2 separate regions of the Sus scrofa genome follow, and region 2 is linked to region 1. Evidence: chromatin contacts called from public HiChIP or PLAC-seq data. All regions are on one chromosome and are shown on one strand. The core of a region is the stretch at or near the end of the contact, and the rest is flanking DNA. Distances in the headings are between cores, read along the strand shown. Region 1 overlaps RPS6KA5 (ribosomal protein S6 kinase alpha-5). Region 2 overlaps C7H14orf159 (UPF0317 protein C14orf159 homolog, mitochondrial).

What was found. HiChIP or PLAC-seq counts read pairs in DNA pulled down with a chosen protein or histone mark.
Region 2: an H3K27ac HiChIP or PLAC-seq map of alveolar macrophages shows a contact between it and region 1. The contact joins two enhancer-like sites. A contact is called at or near these places in 4 of 47 Hi-C or Micro-C datasets (embryonic fibroblasts, epiblast stem cells and liver) and 2 of 2 datasets of contacts at active chromatin or transcription factors (alveolar macrophages and skeletal muscle).

The regions. Positions count from the first base shown.
Region 1 is chr7:112,570,844-112,578,243 of Sscrofa11.1, reverse strand. The region is part of intron 14 of RPS6KA5 (ribosomal protein S6 kinase alpha-5); the gene reads left to right. Among named protein-coding and RNA genes, the nearest start is that of TTC7B, 55 kb to the right of the region's middle. Within about 2 kb of position 4,368, at least 1 of the 83 cell types and tissues checked has an H3K27ac peak or open chromatin away from gene starts, as enhancers often do. A contact at or near this core is called in alveolar macrophages, where this site is marked.
Region 2 is chr7:112,807,603-112,815,002 of Sscrofa11.1, reverse strand. The region is part of intron 2 of C7H14orf159 (UPF0317 protein C14orf159 homolog, mitochondrial); the gene reads right to left. Among named protein-coding and RNA genes, the nearest start is that of C7H14orf159, 58 kb to the right of the region's middle. Within about 2 kb of position 4,487, at least 16 of the 83 cell types and tissues checked have an H3K27ac peak or open chromatin away from gene starts, as enhancers often do. A contact at or near this core is called in alveolar macrophages, where this site is marked.

The sequences.
Region 1 (7,400 bases), core at 3,119-5,618:
ACCTGGCAAATTGGTTTCTTTACTGTACAACCAATAAAAGGCCTCACTGAAGGCTATTTCTCCAAATTCAACATTGGAGAAAAATGTAGGCATTTTTCCTTTGGTTTATTTTGGAATATTTAAGACAACTGTGTCTTACATGAATTACAGTTTTATATATCTGTATATTTTTAAAGAAGCAATAGTATATTTTCACAAGATAGGCATATTAGATATAACATGAAGATGGCAAAATTATATATATGTGTGTATATATATATAAACTGGGTCTTTGCTATATAGCGGAAATTGACATAACATTGTAAATCAACTATAATAATAATTTTAAAAATTAAAAAGAAAAAAGAAAATAGCAAAGTGACTCAATAATAGAAAAATATTTTAAAAATATATCATCATCATCTGAGATTTTCAGACTGAAGATGCATCTGAGATTTTCAGACTGAAGATGTAATTAAAGAATATCTCTTAGGGTAAAATAATTAATAGATAAAATGTAAAATATTTTTAGTAATTTATAGTAATCATGGTGAGCATTGCTTTTCACAAAATGTCCTTGGCAGGTGGGATCAGAAACAGAACAGGAAGCTAGAAAAATCTCAGCATGTTTTTTTCCCAAAATGGCTTTACTTTTTCTGCATGTAATTTGTAATGCAGGGAGAAATTTTCAGACAATACAGAAAGATATAAGGAACAAAGTGAAATCACTCATAACCTCATCATATGGAGATAATACTGTGTAAGCTCTTACTCTCCTTCCATCCCTCCCCTATTTTATGTTTTATGTATTTCTACAATTTTCTCTCTATATTTGTATATATATTCAGGGTTTTTGACAAAGGAGATATGTAGTTTGAGTCTCCGAAGTTTAACATTTCATTAGCATCTTCTAGTCCTTCACTAATTATAAGCAACACAAATATTTTTTATATATGTGCTTGCATTTGTCTCATGATTTCCTTAGAATAGATTCCTAGGAGAAAGATAAACACATCTTTATTTTGACACAGATGCCTGGATTTCCCTCTAAAGGGTTTACCAGATCATATTCTCATGAATTGTATATGAATACATTGGATACTATCAATTTCAGTCTTAAATTATTTCCTACTGTTGTTATCATTTGCATGCGTTCCTCTGATGAGCATTCAGTTTGAGCATCTTTTCATGTATCTAGACATTTGTATTTTCTTTTTTTTATAAATTGCTGTTTATGAGCTTTGCCCACTTTCCTATGGGGAAGTTTTTCTTATGGAAGGTGAAAGCTCTATTAAGAATTTGAATCCTTTATCTGCCATTAATATCGGAAATGTTTTTTCCACTTTGTCATTTCTTTGAAAACTTTGTAGTAATATGGGATTTTAAGTTTGTTTTTAGAGGGGTTTAGATAGAGAAGTTTTTTTATTTCTATGTTGCAAGATATGTCAGGCTTATGATATCTGGCTTTGATATCGGATTGTCACTCCACCCCAACCCAAGATTATAAAAATATTCTCTTAAATCTTCCTTTAGAATTATGTTTTATTTTTATGCTTATGCACTCCATCTGGGATTTATCTTGGTGTCAGTTTGTTTTCCCCCAGTGGCCAGTTGTCCTTGCAGGATGATTCTTTTATTTGTAAGCTTTGTGCGGTTTTTACTTCAGCAATTTTAAATCATCATTTATAATTTTCAAACTAAAATTGCATATTTATGAATATTATTTTTAAATAAAAATAAACAGCTTACTCCTATAGATTTGAGTTTTGTTTGACTTAAACTGATTACATTTTCATTAGTAGCACTCTCCTAAAAAAATCATCTAAATAAAAAAGAGCCTTTCTACCAACCTCAAACCCCCTGACCATCCCAAACTGTTACATTTAGAGTGGATAAACAGTGAGGTCCTACTGCACAGCATAGGGAACTATATCCAGTCTCCTGGGATAGACCATGATGGAAGACATCATGAGAAAAGAATGTATATGTATGTATGACTGGGTCACTTTGCCGTACAGCAGAAATTGGCACAACATTGTAAATCAACTATACTTTAATAAAAACAAAAGAAAAAAAAGAGCCTTTCATTTTTAGCAATAAGATTACAAAGACTCCTTTGTAAAGGAGTCCTTACTTATATACAGGCCAATTATAATTATCATGCTTTTTAAGGTTTTAAAAGGCAGTCTTAGACATTCAGGCAGGTATTTTGGGGCCTCCAAATGCCGTGTCTATGGAAATAACTTTGTATAATGGCATGGAGAGAAGCCAGGCCTCTCTCTAGATCTAGCTGTCAAGTTTTAAACAGAAGCAGGGGACAAGGAACAGATTAAACGATGCCACAGGAATACAGTCACAATATCCAGACTGTGGGAAGTTCTACAGACAAACAACCCAGTTTGTAGCAAATAAATTATAAGAAAAAAGCCTGGGAACCTGTAGATGAAAAGACACTTAAACAGTGTTTGCATCTTACTTAAATTCTGATTCAGACAAATTCTAATTTCAGTTCTATATGTTAAATTCAAATGCTAAATCATACAAATGTAATTATATTCATACAACGTATAAAACACTGCTGGCGAAATTTGAATATTGCCTGGATACTGGGTGCTACAAAGGAATTACTGCTAATTGTTCTTGGGTATAATAAGTTGTAGTTGTGGTTTTTAAAAATCCCTGCCTTTTAGGGATACAAAAATGAACTACTTGCAGATGAAAAGCAAAGTTAGCACCTGCCTTAAACTGTCAAAAAAGAATGTTTTGCAAACTTTTCAATATAAACGAGGACCCATCTCCAGAGCACCTAGATACACAGGCAGAGTCATCGCATAGTGAGCACAAAATTTATTTCGTCTGGTTGGCCTTCTATCTCTGGCGTTTTTACATGTCACATCTAAACATGAATGTGGATCCTTTCGTATGTAAACAATCTGTTATCCCAATTGGGTAAAACAATTCCTTCAGGAAGATGGGTCATGTCTTATCATTTGGCTTTGATTACAACTTAGCCCACCTCATGGATGTGCAGTTCATTGGAAACGAACAGGATGTGAATTAAAATAGAACTTACGCAGTATCTTAGTCTGCCTCAGGCCACCATAACAAAATATTGCAGGCTGGTGACTTAAACAACAGAAATTTATTTCACAGTTCTGGGCGCTGAGACGTCCAGGGCCAAGGTGCCAGCCCCGTTGGTATCTGGCGAGGGCTTCTCCCTTGGGTTGCAAACAGCCATCTGTTCACTGTGTCCTTACATGACCTCACCTCAGTGCATGTGCTTAGAGAGAGAGCAAGAGCCAGCTCTCTGGGGTCTCTTTCTCTTAGGACACTAATCCTCTTGGAGGAGGACCCCACACTCATGACCTCATTACCTTTATCTCCATAAAGGTCCTGTCCACAAATGCGAGTCACATTGACGGTTAGGTCTTCAGCCTAAGAATTTAATTTAATTAATTAATTATTTATTTATTTATTTAATTGTCTTTTTGCCTTTTCTAGGGCTGCTCTGGCGGCATGTGGAGGTTCCCAGGCTAGGGGTCTAATTGGAGCTGAGCCACTGGCCCACACCACAGCCACAGCAACTCGGGATCCGAGCCGCGTCTTCGACCTACACCACAGCTCACAGCAATGCCAGATCCTTAACCCACTGAGCAAGGGCAGGGATCAAACCCGCAACCTCATGGTTCCTAGTTGGATTTGTTAACCATTGCACCACGACGGGAACTCCTCAGCCTAAGAATTTTAAAGGCACACAGCCATTCAGTTCCTAACACACAGTATTTAATAAATGTAGGATAGGATTATATGCCCGCCCAAAGGTGTGGATAGCATATCCATGGGGTGGAATATAATAACATTTAAAACATACTTCTGCCAAGTGTTTTATTCAGGATTTCTTATTTTTTCACTCTCTTTCAAAAATTGTATTTTTAAAATTTCAGACCTGGAGAAAGTGTGGGAGAATAACACTGTGACCATTTGACATTTCGCCACATTTGCTTCCTCTTTCTTTCTAATTCCCTCTTATGTGTGTATACACACACACACCCAGATATATAGAGATGTATATCTGTAGGTATATAGATACTTTCTTGCCGCACCACTTGCAGTTTGCAGACACAGAATTATTCTTAACAGAAGTTGCTTCCAGGATCATCAACTAAATTGTAAGATCTTAGAGTTGAGAGGAGCCTAAAGTTTGTTTAATTCTACCTCTTCCAGAGAAGGGACTTGTCTACAAAGTCCCTATCACCAGTCTCCTTTAAGTATTTCCAAATTGGAGAATTCCACCCCAACAGCCTGCTGAATTCTTACACATCAGAAAGCAAGAAAACTATAAGGCAAAGGGTACTTTCTTGGATGTAGCCACATAATATCTGTTAGGAAGTAGGGTGAGATGAGGAAGTGGAGCAGATTTTGGAAAACTACTCGGCAGTGCCTACTGAACAGACACAGAGCAAAAGGCCAGCAGTTCCAGTCTCAGGGATGTAGTCAGCAAAAATGCGTGGTTTTATGTCCGAAAGACATGGACAAGAAGATATATGGCAGCAGGTTTCAAAATGCCCCAAACTGGAAACGAGTCCAACGTTTATCAACAATAGAAAGCTGTTCTGTCTGGGTTTCCTAGAAGCAGAACCTAGAGTTAAAGCTTATGTTTTGTCTTGTTCCTGAGTAGCAGCATCCCGGGGAGGCAGGAGGGAGGCAGGGAAAGAGGGAGGGAGGGCGGAAGGCGCACTGAGTGACCCCCTCCTGTGACCAGAGGAGCCGATCGCTTGAGTTCACGGACACAAGACATCTCACAGACCCCGAGGCCACAGCAGCAGGCAATGTGATTTCTGTAATTATAGAATAATGGGTCCTTCCCCCTTAGACTCTAGAGTGGGGGACCCAACACCAGTGGATCAGCCATTGATCAGTGGTTCAGCACAGTCCTCAAGGACAGCCCCCCAGCCCCACCGGCTACTGTCTTGAGTGGGCGACTTCACTGAGCTTTTCATGTTCTAACAGGCCAACTGCACCCACCTGAAAGCAGGCCAGCTCATCTAGAAGGTAGGCCCAGTTTCCTCTCGAAACTGGAACTGAATGTCTGTGTGCCTTTAAAATTCTTAGGCTGAGGAGTTCCCGTCGTGGTGCAATGGTTAACAAATCCAACTAGGAACCATGAGGTTGCGGGTTTGATCCCTGCCCTTGCTCAGTGGGTTAAGGATCTGGTATTGCTGTGAGCTGTGGTGTAGGTCGAAGACGCGGCTCGGATCCCGAGTTGCTATGGCTGTGGTGTAGGCCAGTGGCTCTTGATCATGGGGAGCCCCCCTCGATGAGGCCAGAGATGTGAGTTAAGGAAGAAGCCTTGGTGCAATAGAGGGAGGTGACAGGCTCCTGTGCATGTCATTTGCTGTGACTTCTGGACTTCCTAGGGTTGATTCTGAGCGTGCCATGTCCACAGCATCTTGACTGCTGCTGCAGCTTTATGAATCTGTGTATCTGCTGACCCTGTGCACTGCTTTGTCCCAGCTTCAAGGGAGCCTTTGCAGCCGACTCCCAGCACTGGCTCCAGGTGGCCCTGCCAGGATGTTGAATCCTGAGTCTCAGAAAATGTTTCCATGGCAATAATTTCTTCTCCGTCAGGCCTTATGTTCCACCCGCCCACCCCAGTTCAGCATCCTCAGAATCCATTCGCATTGTGTCCCCTGATCCCTGCTGGGCCATTTTAGCGGGGGCCTTGGTCCCTGTCTCCTCAAACCTCCTCCCCAGGGACTGTACTCCTTCCTAACATGATTGTATATAAGCTTTTGCTTTAGATTGTGTGCTTTCTGGGGAACCCAGGCTACGAGAGTTGGTGCCAACAGTGACCCCAAAAGCAGAACCTTAGGAAGGGACTTTGAAGTTGCATGACTTCCTGTCTGACACCCCAGTTACACTGGGGAATGGGGTTCCCACTGCCGTCCAACTGAAGAAAGAGACAGAAGGGAAAACAGAGTGAGGCCAGAGTGGAAGGCGGGGGTGTTACTGTGTTGGTCGCTACTCACTACAAAAGTGTCATCTTCCAAGAGCTTTGCGACCTACCGTGTCTCAGGGCGGCCTGTCGGTGGATCAGAGATGAGAGGGATTTGTCCCCTGGCTTCCATCTCCCTGGTGAGAGGTTTCCCCCAGCGTAGGTTCACCTGGGGTTGGATGTGTGGGTGCTGACTGGGTCCCAGGGCACCTCGCTCCTCTGTGGCAGCCAGGAAGCCCCAGAGAAGGAGGACGTGGCGTGTCGAGTATCCACAGCATAGAGGGAGGGGAGAGCGGGGGTGGTGGGATATGAAGTGGAACTGCAGAGGGGTCTGTGGTGTAGACATCACACCAGATGGCAGTAACCAGGAGGGAGTGACTGCTTCACAAGAGCACGGATGAACCTCCCAGACAACCTTAAAAGAAGCCAGTTGTAAAGGAACATATACTGCAAGCTTCCATTTGTATCAAGTTCAAAAGCAGGCAGATCTCTAGAGCTGGATGGACATAGGAGAAGGATTATATCCGAGGCACGAGGGAAGCTTCTCAGCTTCCAACATGTGGGAAATGTTGTTTCTTAAAATGGGTATGTTTACTTTGTGGTGAAGTCATGGAGCTGTGCACCTAGCGTCTGGCGCTTATCCTCACGCATGTTGTTTCTAAATTAAAGTTCAGTTTTGAAAAAGTCAGCCTGAGAAAAGAGGAGCAGGAAGAAGGAAGTCAAAGAGCTGTGTGGGAGTTCCTGTCGTGGCACAGTGGAAATGAATCTGACTAGGAACCGTGAGGTTGCGGGTTCGATCCCTGGCCTTGCTCAGTGGGTTGAGGATCTGGCATTGCCATGAGCTGCGGTGTAGGTCACAGACGTGGCTCAGATCCTGCCTTGCTGTGGCTGTGGCATAGGTCGACAGCTGTAGCTCCGATTTGACCCCTAGTCTGAGAACCTCCATGTGCCGCAAGTGCGGTGCTAAAAAGCCAAAAAGAAAAAACACAAAGAGCTGTATGATATCGAGTTATGGCAGGAGAACTTAGCCTTTGTCACCGTCTAGGAGAGACTCCCCCCCAAAGACAAGAGAGGCCTGCGGACATATGGACCAGGCAGGAAATACCAAGGTCACATTGCATTTCTGGAGCTTCTGGAACTCCGTGTGGAAGGGTTAGGCAGACAAGCACAGGACTATTGCTCAAGAAACTGAGTTTGGACTCTGAGGGCAGACACCTGGGTCCCTGTCCACACGCTGCCAGTTCTGGGTAGCAGAGCTCAGGCAGGGTGGCCCGCCTTTCTGCATCCTTTCTTTTGGGGAAGGTGTAGGTAATAAAGGATGAAATCAGTCGATACACATAGAATACTTAGAATAGAGCCTGGCACAAAGTAAGCAGCCAATAGACTTGCGTGCTTTCCATTACAATGACAGGTGTCACCACCACCA
Region 2 (7,400 bases), core at 3,238-5,737, 240 kb before region 1:
ATTTGAACCGATAGACTGAGTAAAGGAGATGGCCCTCCCCAGGGTGCAGGGGTTTCATCCAATCCATCAAGGGCCTCAACAGAGCAAGAAGGCTGAGGAAGGGAGACTTTGCTCTTTCCGCCTATGAGCGCTGGGACAGTGGTCTTTCCCTGCCCTCTGATGGGAACTTACACCACCATTGTTCCTGGTCCTCAGGCCTTTGGACTTGAGCTGGAACTACACCACCAGCTTCCTGGGGCTCCAGCTTGCAGACAGCAAGCCGATCATGATGATTCTCGGTTTCCATAATTCCATGAGCCAATTCCATCTATCTACCTATCTACCTATTCATCTATCTATTTATTCATTTATCTATCTATCTATCTATCTATCTATCTATCTATCTATCTACTTATCTATATCTCCTGTTGGTTTTGTTTCTTTGGAGAAGCATGACTAATAGAAACAGAGATATATGCATTGCACAAAACCTAAAATATTTACTGTCATCCTTTACAAAAATGTTGGTTGAGGAGTTCCCATTGTGGCTCAGCAGAAACGAACCTGACAAGGAATGAATTTTTTTTTTTTGGCTGGGCATGTGGAAGTTCCTGGGCCAGGGATTGAACCCAAGCCACAGTAGCAACCTGAGCCAACAGCAGTGAAAACACTGGGATCCTTAACCTGCTATGCCACAAGACAAGTCCTAGTAATTCGTTTTTTTTTTTTTTAAATTGAAATAGAGTTGACTTACAATTTAGTAATTAACTTTTATTATAGTTACAGAAATACTGATCTGCAATGGATTATGGGAAAAACTGGATTCAACACAGAAAAATCTGAGCGTTCAGAGGGGGAAAAAACTGCTCATATATGGAACTTGATTTCTAACAGAACATGCAGCTGAGTGAGGGGAAAAGTAAAAATGGAGGTCTATTATCTTATGGCAGTCACAAAAATCAAGTCCAGGTAGATTAAAGAGTTAAACCTAAAAGATTAAATACTAAATAGGGAGGACAAAATAGGAAATTTTTAGAAAAGAATAAAAAAGAATTATTTTTATGGCTTCAAGTTGAGAAAGTTTTCTTCAACAAAACAAATTTGACATGAAAATTAAGAGCTTCTGTTCAAAACTCACCATCAATAAAATGCAAAGGCAATCAATCCCAAATTGCAAGTAGATATCTGAACATATAAAGCCAACATAAGAAATTCCTGTCATGGGTCAGCAGTTAAGAACCCGACTAGCATCCATGAAGATGCGGGTTCTACCTTTGGCCTTGCTCAGTGGGTTAAGGATCTGGTGTTGCCGTCAACTGTGCTGTAGGTTGTGACACAGCTCAGATCCCACATTGCTGTGGCTACGGTATAGGCTGGCAGCTACAGCTCCGATTTGACCCCTAGCCTGGGAACCTCCATATGCCATGGGAGCAGCCCTAAAAAGACAAAAAAGGCAAAACAAAAACAAAAACAAAACCCTAAAACCAACATAGGATTATAATCTACAAAATATAAAGAGTTCTTATGAATCAATTAAAAAAATACCAAGAGCTCATTAGAAAATAGAGGGAAAGACACAAACAGGCATTTCACAGCAGAGGAAAAAAACAGATGATCCATAAACATGAAAAGTTTCTCTGCTTCAATAGTAATCAAGTAAGTGCAAACTATAACCACAGTGAGACAGAGCCCACACCCACTGGATTGACAAAAATTAAATCTAGCCAGAATGAAATCAACCAAAACACTATCATCCACTTACTGCTGGTGGATGTATAGATTGTTATAATCACTTTGGGAAAATAATTAGCAATATCCAGGAGAGCTGAAGACATGCACTCACTTAAACCTATAAATGTCACTCATGGGTATGTACCCAGAAGAGTAGACTAGATACATACAATGTGGGATAATCACATTCTAGACTATTATACAGCACTGAAAAGTGAACAGTAGCTACTTGTAAATACCAACAAATCTCAAAAACATAATGTTGAATAAAAGAAGTCACAGAAGAATATGTATTGTGTTGTTAAAAATAGTATTAAAAATAGGCATCTATACTCTGCAAAACCAAACACTATATTACTTAGAGATTTAAGTGTGGAAGTGTGTGTGTGAGTGTGTATATGTGAGTATGTGTGTTGTGTAGTAAAACTATAAATAAAAGCATGGGATGATGAGCACCAAGTTCTGTATAGTTTCCCTCTGATGGAAGGGTATGTAACTGGGAAGGAGTAGTCAGAGGTGACACTGAGAGAATGACACTGTCCTACTTCTTAACTTGGGTGGTGGGGATGCAGGTGTTTGATCTATTATTCTTTAAGCCGAACATATGGTTTATATCTATGTATGATATATTTCACAATTTTTTTAAAAAAGTAAAAGGATGAAAAAGCTATTGGTGATGGCTAAGAATGCAGAAAGAGGATCAAATCCCTTGAGGGTGCAGGCAAAGGCTAGGCAGGCAGCATGCTCTTGACTATCAGGAAAATGCAAATCAAGAGCCAGCTCAGAGGCCCAGCCCCTGACCACTTAACTTTTGCCTCCCCAGGATTTTTTTTTTTCCTTTCAGAAGCTACTTTTCCTCCAATCCAGAGGGACCATGGCATTACCTGTCCCATCCTTGGTGGGCATGTTACTCAGACCAGCTCTTGGGGATATTTCTACTTATCTGGCCTCAGTGATTAATACAGGGAAGAACAGAAGTTCCAAGTTGGCCCACTCAGAGCCATCACTGCCTTTCTGTTGGAAAAATCAAGAAAGAGGTGGGATTACTATTTGCAGAGCAAACCTACAGCTTCTTGAAAATCAGCCTGCAAATGAGGCCAGCATAGAGAAAAGCAGAAAAGAGGACTGAAGAATCACAGTGGGGTAGAGAGAGACAGAGTCATCACTGAATGTCTGGATCCAGCCATTCCTGATTCCCATTCCTAAGTAGCCAGTTGCAGATCCAGTTGCAATCAAAAGTGTCCTAACCCCACAATCCCACTCTTGGGCATCTATCCGGACAAAGCTCTACTTAAAAGAGACACGTGCACCCGCATGTTCATTGTAGCACTATTCACAATAGCCAGGACATGGAAACAACCCAAATTTCCATCAACAGATGATTGGATTCAGAAGATGTGATATATATATACACAATGGAATACTACTCAGCCATAAAAAGAATGACATAATGCCATTTGCAGCAACATGGATGGAACTAGAGAATCTCATACTGAGTGAAATGAGCCAGAAAGACAAAGACAAATACCATATGATATCACTTATAACTGGAATCTAATATCCAGCACAAATGAACATCTCCTCAGAAAAGAAAATCATGGACTTGGAAAAGAGACTTGTGGCTGCCTGATGGGAGGGGGAGGGAGTGGGAGGGATCGGGAGCTTGGGCTTATCAGACACAACTTAGAATAGATTTACAAGGAGATCCTGCTGAATAGCATTGAGAACTTTGTCTAGATACTCATGTTGCAACAGAAGAAAGGTTGGGGGAAAAAATGTAATTGTAATGTATACATGTAAGGATAACCTGACCCCCTTGCTGTACAGTGGGAAAATAAAAAAATTATAAAAAAAAAAGTGTCCTAAGTAGCATCGAATTTTGTATGAGGAGTGGGGTTTGTGAGCCTCCAATATACAAAGTTGGTTGTGTGGTGGTGGGGAGCAGGACAGTGTGGAGCCCCCCCATCCCTGACCAGGAAGTAAGCAATATCTGTTCAGAAGAGCAAAGTCGCTAAAAACTCTCCCGTTGAATTTGGTGAATCAAACCACATGCCCAGTGAGGTAACTTTAGAGGCTTTTTTTTAAGAAAAAAAAAAAAAAAACAAAAAACCTGATTACTGGGATGTGTTGACCATTTCTTCAGCCTTTAGTGATATTCCATAATAAAAGACAACCTCGAGTTTCAGCTGGCCTTTCTAAAAGCAGGGAAAGGGGAAAACAAAGTCTCTTTCTGCCTGTGGCCAGTAATTCAACTTAATTCAACGGAGCTGAGAGCCAGAAAATCATCTTTAAGGATTGCAACAGACAAATCCCTGCTCCAGGCTAAAGCTGGTGCAAGCACAGGCTGGGAGAGGGAAAAACACAGAGGGAGACAGGAGAGGGACCTTGCAGAGGGTGGCTCCCTCTCTAGCAGCTCCTGCTGGATACCCCCTACCTGACTGAAGTGGCTGTTACCCCCACTGTAGGTGGCTGTCCACTGGGAAAGCACCTGAAGGCAAGCGGCCAGATTAGTCCTGCCTCCCCTGACCTCCAACCCAGTGTGTCCAGGCCAGAGGCCAAAGGGACAAAGTCTAAATGAAGGCTAGGCGAGGCCAGAGCCCCGAGACGGTGGTTAGGAGCTAGACATGGGGAGGACAGGGTCCAGATTCCAGAGCATGACTTGTCTGGGTTCTGGGTCTGGTAGGCAGCTCATGGAGTTATCAGAAAGCTATCTTCCCAGCAATTGTCTGAGGGTTTAAGAGGGTCAGAGGCCAGACACATCCCAGTCCAGCAAACCACAGCCTGAGATTGCTTAAGCGCCGGGGCCAGACCCAGACATCAGCCCTCATGTCCTCAAATAGGGGGCCTGCTAGAGTTTACAGTTTCTGGAAGGCACGGTCTCTCTGAGGCCGCCCATGGAGGGCCATGGACAAGGGAGCGTCTTCTAGAAACAGAACCCCAGGCACCCCTGGCTGATTGAGGAGCTCACATCTTTCCGGAGATAACGAAGTGGCTCCTTGCCCATCCCCCTCCGTGGGATGTCGGATGAGTGATGTTTCCCCTTCTCCCCTTTACTAAACGCCGGTGGTTTTTATTCCAAGTATCTTACTTTCTCTCCATTATTAAATGCTGGGGGCGTTTAAATTGATCATTAAGCTGTCAGTTGACAGATTATTAAGAGCAACATCCAGACCTGATCAAGAAGAAAGCACACCTGCCAGCTTTGGTTTTACACAGGCAGCCTGTGCCATGTTGCAGGGGCGGGGGTGGGGTGGGGGGGTTGCATTTTGGAAATTGTTTATATGGGAAGAGGGCATGGCGGATGGTAGGAAGTCTAGGGGCAGAATGTCATGGTTATCTATCCCTTTCTTTCTGCCCTGTCATGGGTTGAATTATACACACACCCCCACCTCCCCAAAGATATGCCCAAGTCCTAACTTCCAGCCTCTGTGAATGGGATCTGATTTGGAAACGGGGTCTTTACAGATGTAATTAAGCAAAAGATCTGGAGATGAGATCATTGTGGATTAATCGAGTGGGCCTTGACTCCAGGGACAGGTGCCCTTGTACGAGGAGAAGACAGAGACCGGACACTTGTACTAGGGGCGGTCATGTGAAGACGGAGGCAGGGGTTGGTGCAATGCAGCTAGAAAGTAAGGGACACTGGGGACTGCCTGGGGCCAAAGGAGCTGGAGGAGGCGAGGAGGAATCATGCCCTAGCGTCTTCCGAGGGCGTGTGGCCCTGCTGACACCTTGATTTAGAATGTCTGCTCCTCAGAACGGTGAGATAAATTTCTGCTGTTTTTTGCCACCAGCTGTGTGATTTGTTGCAGCAGCCTTAAGAGATTAATACCTGCCCAGACATTGTTAAGACTGCCCCTCCCTTGGCAAGGCAGTCAATCACTATCTCAGACCTAGGTGACTGCTCCAAACACGCCCTCCCCATGATCACAGCGTTTGGCTTGAGGATGGTCACTGCAGCGGACTGAATGCTTCTGTGTCCCCCAAAGCCGCATACTGAAATGCTAACCCCCAGTGTGATGGTATCAGGTGGTGGGGCCTCTGGGGATGATTAGGCCAGAAGAGTGAGGACTTCACAAGTGGGATTAGCACCGTTATAAGACCCTACAGAACTCTTTTTCTGCTTCCATTATGTGAGGACAGATGGAGAAGACAGCATCTAGGAACCGGAAGTGGGCTTTCGCCAGACACCAAAGCTACCAGGGCCTTGACCTTGGACTCCCAGCCTCCTGAACTGTGAGAAAGAAATGTCTGTTGTTTAAGCTACCCAGTCTGTGCTATTTTTGTTTTAGCAGCCCAAAGAGACTAAGTCAGTCACAGGAGAGAGGTGGCCCGAGAAGGAGCCCATAGAGAAATAAGCAGAGAGGGGAGAAGGGGAGAGACAGGTCTTGATGATACACCATCCCTGGACCTACAAAGGGCCATCCTAACTACAGGTCTCCTTTTCCACTTCTGAGTTGGTAAATTTATCTTTTTGCATTTTTTTTTTTTTTTTTTTTTTTGCTTTTTTAGGGCCATGCCTGTAGCATATGGAGGTTCCCAGGCTAGGGGTCGCATCAGAGCTGCAGCTGCTGGCCTACAGCACAGCCACAGCAACACCAGATCCTAGCTGCATCTTTGACCTACGCCACAGCTCACCACAATCCCAGATCCTTAACCTACTGAGTGAGACCAGGGATCAAACCCGCATCCTCATGGATACTAGCAGGATTCGTTTCCACTGAGCCACAATGGGAACTCCCTGCAAAGATCATTTTGAGTTGGCACTGCCACTTGCAAACCTCCCAGGTCCTGATCTGTACATTCTGTTAGGTACCCGATCCCAGCAGATCTCCTCATTCATGTGAGAGCTCAGGCTCAGAAGAACAGCAGAAATAGAGGACTCTCTTGGCGACAGGGACGAGGCTCCTGCTAGGTCTGGCTCTCAGGGTCTGGGCCACTGGATCTGCTTCAGTCTACACAGCTGGACAGCCAGCCAGTTACCTTATGCGACATGCTCAGTTGATTACCAGCGACGAGAGAGAACCTCAGCCACTGCAGAGGGCGGATTGGGAAGCAAGTACATTTCAAGCACAGCAGGTAACATCGCATCATAACAAACAAGGAAGGCTTCTGTAAAACATGAAGACTTGCTTCTGTTCAAGCACAGAATCAGAGTGAGTTACAACCAACCCTCCTGGGACGCGACAGTGTCACCTTCCAGCAGCACTTTCTCCAAGCCTCAGTGTGCTTCTGGTTGAGGAAAGCCATGCTGTTGACAGAAGCTCTAATCCACCTCCAACCAACAAGCCGCTACCCCCACGGGGGGGGCAGTCCCTACCACAAGCCTTGAGTCCTGCTGCATGGTGAACCCCAGAGCTGAATGCAATCACAGAGTGAGTGCAGGAACCCCGGGGTGGGGTGGGGGGAAGCGGCAGGGAGGAGGGACACATTAGCGAGGCATAGTTGTCTCATCCTCAGTCGGCTAGGTGTGCAGCCTCCAAATATCTGATTATTAAAGTCAAATGATCCTTTTTTACTAGAGTGTAGTTGATTTACAGTGTTGTGTCAATTTCTGCTGTACAGCATAGTGACCCAGTCATACACAACATATATTTTCATACGATCTTCCATCATGTTCTACCCCAAGAGATAGGACACAGTTCCCTGTGCTGTGCAGTAGACCCCACTGCTTAACCATTCTAAATGTT